Regions from separate parts of the Mus musculus genome. Here region 2 is linked to region 1. Evidence: chromatin contacts called from public ChIA-PET data. All regions are on one chromosome and are shown on one strand. The core of a region is the stretch at or near the end of the contact, and the rest is flanking DNA. Distances in the headings are between cores, read along the strand shown.

Region 1 (2,992 bases), core at 226-2,725:
TACTCTGTAGCCCAAGATGGCCACTAGCCTCCTATCTCAGCTCCTGTGTGGTCGGATTTCAGGTGTGAGCCATCATGCTTGCCTCCTTAGATGCATTATGCTTTAGTTTTCTCTTCTGCAAATGGGTTTTTAAGATCATTATAGAGCCGGGCGTGGTGGTACATGCCTTTAATCCCAGCACTTGGGAGGCAGGGACAGGCAGATTTCTGCGTTTGAGGTCAGCCTGGTCTACAAAGTGAGTTCCAGGACAGCCAGGGCTACACAGAGAAACCCTGTCTCGAAAAAAGAAAAAGAGTATTATGGAACTATATGAACTAATAGGTTTAAAGCATTCAAACTAGTGACTAGTATATAGTAGGCAGAAGTAACTACCTTGAAGTGCATACTAGTAAATGTTAAATATTATTTTGTTGTATGTTGGTTTCTATCTTTTTCTCTCTTTCCACCATTTTTACTCACCCCTCCCTATTTGTGTTTGTTTTTGAGATAGGGTCTTGTGTCTCTAAACACACACGTAAACAACACTATCTTTAAAAATTCTAATTCATAGATATAGTTATCTATTTTGGGGTCCTGTTATGATTTTTTTTTAAATACAAATTTATAGCTCTCTTTGTCATTGTTCTTTTTTTTTTTCTTTTTAAAGTTTTATTTATTTATTATATGTAAGTACACTGTAGCCGTCTTCAGACACTCCAGAAGAGGGCATCAGATTTCCTTACGGATGGTTGTGAACCACCATGTGGTTGCTGGGACTTGAACTCCGGACCTTCGGAAGAGCAGTCGGCGCTCTTAACCACTGAGCCATTTCGCGAGCCCCTATAGTTTTTTTCAGTCAATGTTTTAAACAATACTGGCTAAAAGTGTAACAATTAACAATTCAGAATCTCCTAAAATTGTTTTTGTTTGTTTGGGTTTTTGTTTTGTTTTGTTTTGTTTGTTTTTGTTTGTTTTTTTTTGGGACAGGGTTTCTCTGTATAGCCCTGGCTGTCCTGGAACTCACTTTGTAGACCAGGCTGGCCTCGAACTCTGAAATTCGCCTGCCTCTGCCTCCCAAGTGCTGGGATTAAAGGTGTGTGCCCCCACGCCCCGCTAAAATTGTTAATGATTGGGGGGAGGGAGGTTCCATTTAAAAAACAAACCCCCAAGTCTGTGGATATAGCTCAATGATAGAGCTCTTGTCTTAGCGTGCATGAGTCTCTAGCCTTAACCTCCTGCACTCTGAAACAAAACAAATCAGTAACTTAGAAACTACTGCTTCAAGGGTTGGTAACACGTAAAGAAATTCTTGAGATTTCGCCTATCACATACTGTAGAATTTGATGTGTAAATTAGGGAAAAGGTTCGCTTCTAGGTTTATAAGTATCTGAAAACCCTAAATTTAGGGAGAAAGATGGAGTAAAGGGTCTTAGGGTGGGAAACAAGAAAGCCTGGGGAAGGGTAAACTACAACTCCCAGGATTCCTTGGTTAGGGCACTAGGAGAGGGCGATCCACTTTGGACGTCGCAGCTTCCAGGAGTCAGCTCCAAATCCGTTCCACGCGTGGTCCTTCCAGAGCAGTATCCTACCCGCTTCGTCATTTCATTCTTGTTTACCGTTACGGACACCTAAGGACCATTTCTCTGCAAAGTGGAGGAGGAGCCAGGAACAAACCGTAACCCGGAAGCAGTAGCCTGGGACTGATCATGCTTGCAGTACCTTGAGCTGAAATGTTGCGGTGCACAGGAGGCTCAGTTATCAGTAAGAAACGAGAACGTCAATTTTCTTCTTTTACTTAGATATTCACAATTCTTTCTTGGCCGTAAGAGGGCTTTAAAAAAAATTCCTACTGCCCACTGGTGTTACTTCCGTATAGAATCCATAATACTGACTTACACAACATGATTTTCACATTCTACGCCTGGTGCCCGTTTACTGTCACTTTTAACACACCAGAAACCGAGAATTGCTTTTAAAATGTCGAGTAATACCGGGTTGTGGGGGTGATGTTGAAGCCTTGCTCTTTCTAGGTTTAGGTAGTTACTCATTCCACAGCTACTCCTAAACTGGAAATTTTAGCCAGAGCATTACTAAAATCTTCCATCCTTTTCTTCTTTCCACCGTCAAACGAATACTCCTGATGTACTCAAGGTTAGATATAAAGATGCACTTCTGGAGTATTAAATCTGTGGCTGCTGGGCATTCGTGAATTCTTTCACAGTCCAAATTTCAGCTGTTGATTTTTGTGAAATTTATTAATAGAACCCAGTATATGCTGAATCTCCTGAATATTTAGTTTTTAAAATGGTAATGCTAAGTTGGATTTAGCAAGACCAAAGGAGCTTATATATGAATGTGTTGCCAGGCACAGCAACAAACAGCAGTTATAATAAAGGCTGCTTCTGGTAATTTGTTGTGCTAAGGATCAAACCACAGATAGGCCTTGAGCATGTTGGGCCACTGAACTACATCCCCAAGCCATTCTGCTAAATTTTGACCCTTATTTCCAGTTTTAATATCAGGAGGAAAAACATTTTCCCTATCTTGCCCTTATCTGAAGGAAGAACAGATAATTATTGTGCATACCCAATTTCACCTAATCTGTCATTTTTTAAAAAAATATTTTTGTATGTGTGTGGGTAACTAACTGCATGTATGTATGTATGTATGTGTGTGTGTATGTATATCATATGTATGCTTGATGCCCAGGAAGCAAGGAGAGGGTGTGTCAGATCAGTCTCCTGGAACTGGAGTTAGGGACAATTTGTGACCCACTGTGCAGGTGTTGGCCTTGGTCCTCTGCAAGAGCAGCAAGTGCCATTTGGATGGATTTCTTTTGTCTTCTTTTAAAATATGTGTGATGGTTTGAATGAGACCATAGGCTCGTATATTTGAGTGTTTAGTTCCCAGTTAGTGGAACTGTTTGGGGAGGATTAGGAGATGTGGCCTTGTTGGAGGACATGTACCACAAGAGTGGCTTTGAGGTTTCAAGAGCACATGCCAGGCCAGGTCT
Region 2 (2,992 bases), core at 145-2,644, 270 kb before region 1:
CAGAGGTCAAGGTGAGCAGCTCTTATTTAACCTGGAGCTCACTGATTCAGCTAGACAGCCAAGCCAGCAGCTCCAGAGACTATCCTGTGCTGGGATTACAGATGTGCACCAATCGCCCATGGGTTCTAGGGGACTGAACTTAGGCTTCATGGCAAGCACGTCACCAACCGAGCCATCATCCGAGCCCCTGAAGTGTGCAACCTCTGAATAAGCTGTCTCTGCTAATGTCACCCTCCCAAAAGAATGACAATTAAAAAACAGTCAGTTGGCTATCTGCACTAGAAGAGTTTTGACCCTCAAAGGAAAGTCTTGTATGAGAAGCATTGTATGAGGTGGCATAACCTGAAAGATGGGACACAGTGTGGGTCCTGTTGAAGCCACAGGTACAGAGAAATGTCCTCCAGCCTGTAATCCAGGAAGGAGGTCCTCGTTCCTGAACCGTTAGCACGTCTCCCTGAGGACTCATGCCACCTCTTAGGACTTAATTTCTTTTTCTATAAAATCGGGTATATTATAATCTTAGCAGGGATATACAAAGAACCCCTGTCTCAAAAAATCCAGAAACCAAAAACCAAAACGAAAAAGAAAAAGTAAGAAAGGAAGGAAGGAAGAGAGAGAGAGAAAGATCATGATAGCCACTACTTTCGGTATGTGCTTCTCTTTCCATTTTGAGGTTTAAGTAATTTGGCCACAGTTGCTGTGCTAGTGAAGAACAGAGCTGTAATTTCAGCCTGGTTCTCTCTGCTGTAGAAGCCTATGGGTCAGTCCCTTTCCTGTTGCTGTGGCAAAATGTCTGACAAGGGCTCATTTGTGCTCGAAGTTCAGCGGAATTCAGGTTAGTGGTAAGGAAGTCGCAGCAGCAAGAACATATGGCTGCCCCATTCTGTCCCCTGTAGGAGGGAGGGAGGGAAGGCTGCACTCAGCCAGCTTTCTCCTGAGACATCAGCCATGGGATGCCCACAGCTCACATTCAGGGCAGGTCTTCCCACTTCACATAACCAAATCTAGAAAGTCCCTCGCAGACACACCCAGAGGTTTGCCTCCTGGATCAGCGATTCTAGATCACTGGTTCTCAACCTGTGTGTCAGGACCCTCTTAGGGGTCACATATCAGATATCCTGCATATTATATATTTACATTACAATTCAGAACAGTAGCAAAATTACAGTTATGAAAAGGCAATGAGATAATTGTTTTCCATTGGTTGGGGGTCACTACACCATGAGGACCTGTATTAAATGGTCACAGCATTAGGACAGTTGAGAAGCACTGGTCTAGATCCTGTCAAGTTGATGGTGCTAGCTGTCTGCCTTGTTTTTATTCTCTCCACCATTTAGCTTCCCTAAGGCCTAAAGACTAAGTACGTAGAGGTGGTACTCTCAGAGAAGACTACAAAAGAGTTTGATCAAACGCACACAAATTGGTATTGGTGACACAGGTGTGACACAAGCCAGGAAGGTCTCAGGCCAACAAGGCATTGTGCATCTCAGAATCCAGACTTCTAAATGAAATCTCCTTCATTTGAAATTTAGGCAGCAACATCAGGGTTTCTAGTAGTTTTAAGGAGAATGGCAAAACTCTCCCTACTGACTTCTGTTTCCTCTTAGCAGGGTGGGCACACAGCAGGAGACAAAGCCAAGCTCTCCCCAAGCTTTGTCAAGCTGTTGAATTTGTTACCCCTCCCTACAGACTCTTAGCTTCTCCAGAAAAACCTTAAACATTTATTTGAAGAGTATGTAATCTGGGGAACTGGCAAAATATGTCCCTGGTTTTGTTGAGCTGACAAACATGTTTTGTCTTTTTTTTTGGTTTTGGTTTTGGTTTTGGTTTTTCAAAACAGGGTTTCTCTGTATAGCCCTGGCTGTCCTGGAACTCACTTTGTAGACAAGGCTGGCCTCGAACTCAGAGATCTGCCTGCCTCTGCTTTCTGAGTGCTGGGATTAAAGGCATGTGCCACCAAGCCCAGCACATGTTTTGTCTTATTTTGTTTTGTTTTTAAGCATTTCTAGCATTTGAAAAATCAAAAATTGTATCAAGTAACTCATGAAAATTAAATGAAGTTCAGATTTTGGTATCCACATAAAGTTTTATTGGAGCACAGCTATGTTCGCACGGTAGTACCTGTTCCTGCTTTGTGTTAGAAAGGCAATGCTGGGTAAGTTGCAACACGATCCACCAAGGATGAAGTGTGTGCCATCTGGCCTTTACAGAAAAAGGCGAGAACTCTGGTTTAGAATTCAAAATCAAAAAAGATGGGCAGTGACCACCCGCCTCCCAAGATAAGGTAAAAATAGAATTGTGTAAGTCTGAAAGGGGAGAAGAAAAGGAAAATTATTAGTTTTCCAAAAAGCTACCTCAGTATAAGATTCAAAATATTTTTTATTGTATTCATTGTGGGGGAAATCTGATCTGGGCCAGAATGGTGTTCTAGAATGTTCTGTATTTTATGAATGAAAAAGCAAGATTCTTTACTCCTAAGAAGAATGCTGACCACGAAGCCAGACCACTGTCCTCCCGACCTCAGACATGCACTGTGGGCTCCGTGCCTTCAGTCCACCCACTGCTGGGCCCCAGCCTTCATAGCTGAGGGCCGCTTTGTCTCCACATGGCTGGTGGGCCAGCAGCCTTCCCTGATCACACAGTGATCGTTCACTCTGATCTGTCTGGAAGGCAGGCCTCCCAACCCAAAGCTGGTGCCTGAAGACTGTGCCCCCAGTACTGCCTGAAGACTGTGCCCCCAGTACTGCCTGAAGACTGTGCCCCCAGTACTTCCTGTAAGCCCGCCCCCGGCTAGTGCTCGGTAGCTTCTGGGTACACAGTAGAACCAATGGACGTGTGTCTGAGGTTCTGTGAGGTCCCGTGAAGAACTGGAACCCTGGGTGCTTCCTAGAAGGATGAATCTTCCTTTTCTATGAGCTCACATCTCACTAGGGTGACAGAGAACTCTGAGCAGTTTCGTTGTTAGCCTTTTTCCTTCCTACTGCTAAGTTTG

What was found. ChIA-PET counts read pairs in DNA pulled down with a chosen protein or histone mark.
Region 2: an RNA polymerase II ChIA-PET map of memory CD8 T cells shows a contact between it and region 1, with 9 read pairs. The contact joins the enhancer-like site here to the promoter of Mtrf1 in region 1. A contact is called at or near these places in 15 of 39 promoter capture datasets (the 3T3-L1 cell line, 3T3-L1-derived adipocytes, the C10 cell line and 8 more), 1 of 15 datasets of contacts at CTCF or cohesin (large pre-B cells), 20 of 484 Hi-C or Micro-C datasets (CD4 T cells, CD8 T cells, the G1E-ER4 cell line and 13 more), 19 of 115 datasets of contacts at active chromatin or transcription factors (DN3 thymocytes, the HPC-7 cell line, the SCID.adh cell line and 14 more) and 3 of 9 other capture datasets (adipose tissue, liver and pancreatic islet).

The regions. Positions count from the first base shown.
Region 1 is chr14:79,396,297-79,399,288 of GRCm38.p6, forward strand. Mtrf1 (mitochondrial translational release factor 1) reads left to right here and starts at 1,476. Exons shown (of 11, transcript NM_145960.4): 1 at 1,476-1,740.
Region 2 is chr14:79,125,482-79,128,473 of GRCm38.p6, forward strand. All of the region lies in intron 37 of Vwa8 (von Willebrand factor A domain containing 8), which reads left to right. The region is part of intron 1 of Gm30970 (a long non-coding RNA gene); the gene reads right to left. Among named protein-coding and RNA genes, the nearest start is that of Gm30970, 8.2 kb to the right of the region's middle. Within about 2 kb of position 1,395, at least 17 of the 459 cell types and tissues checked have an H3K27ac peak or open chromatin away from gene starts, as enhancers often do. A contact at or near this core is called in CD8 T cells and memory CD8 T cells, where this site is marked.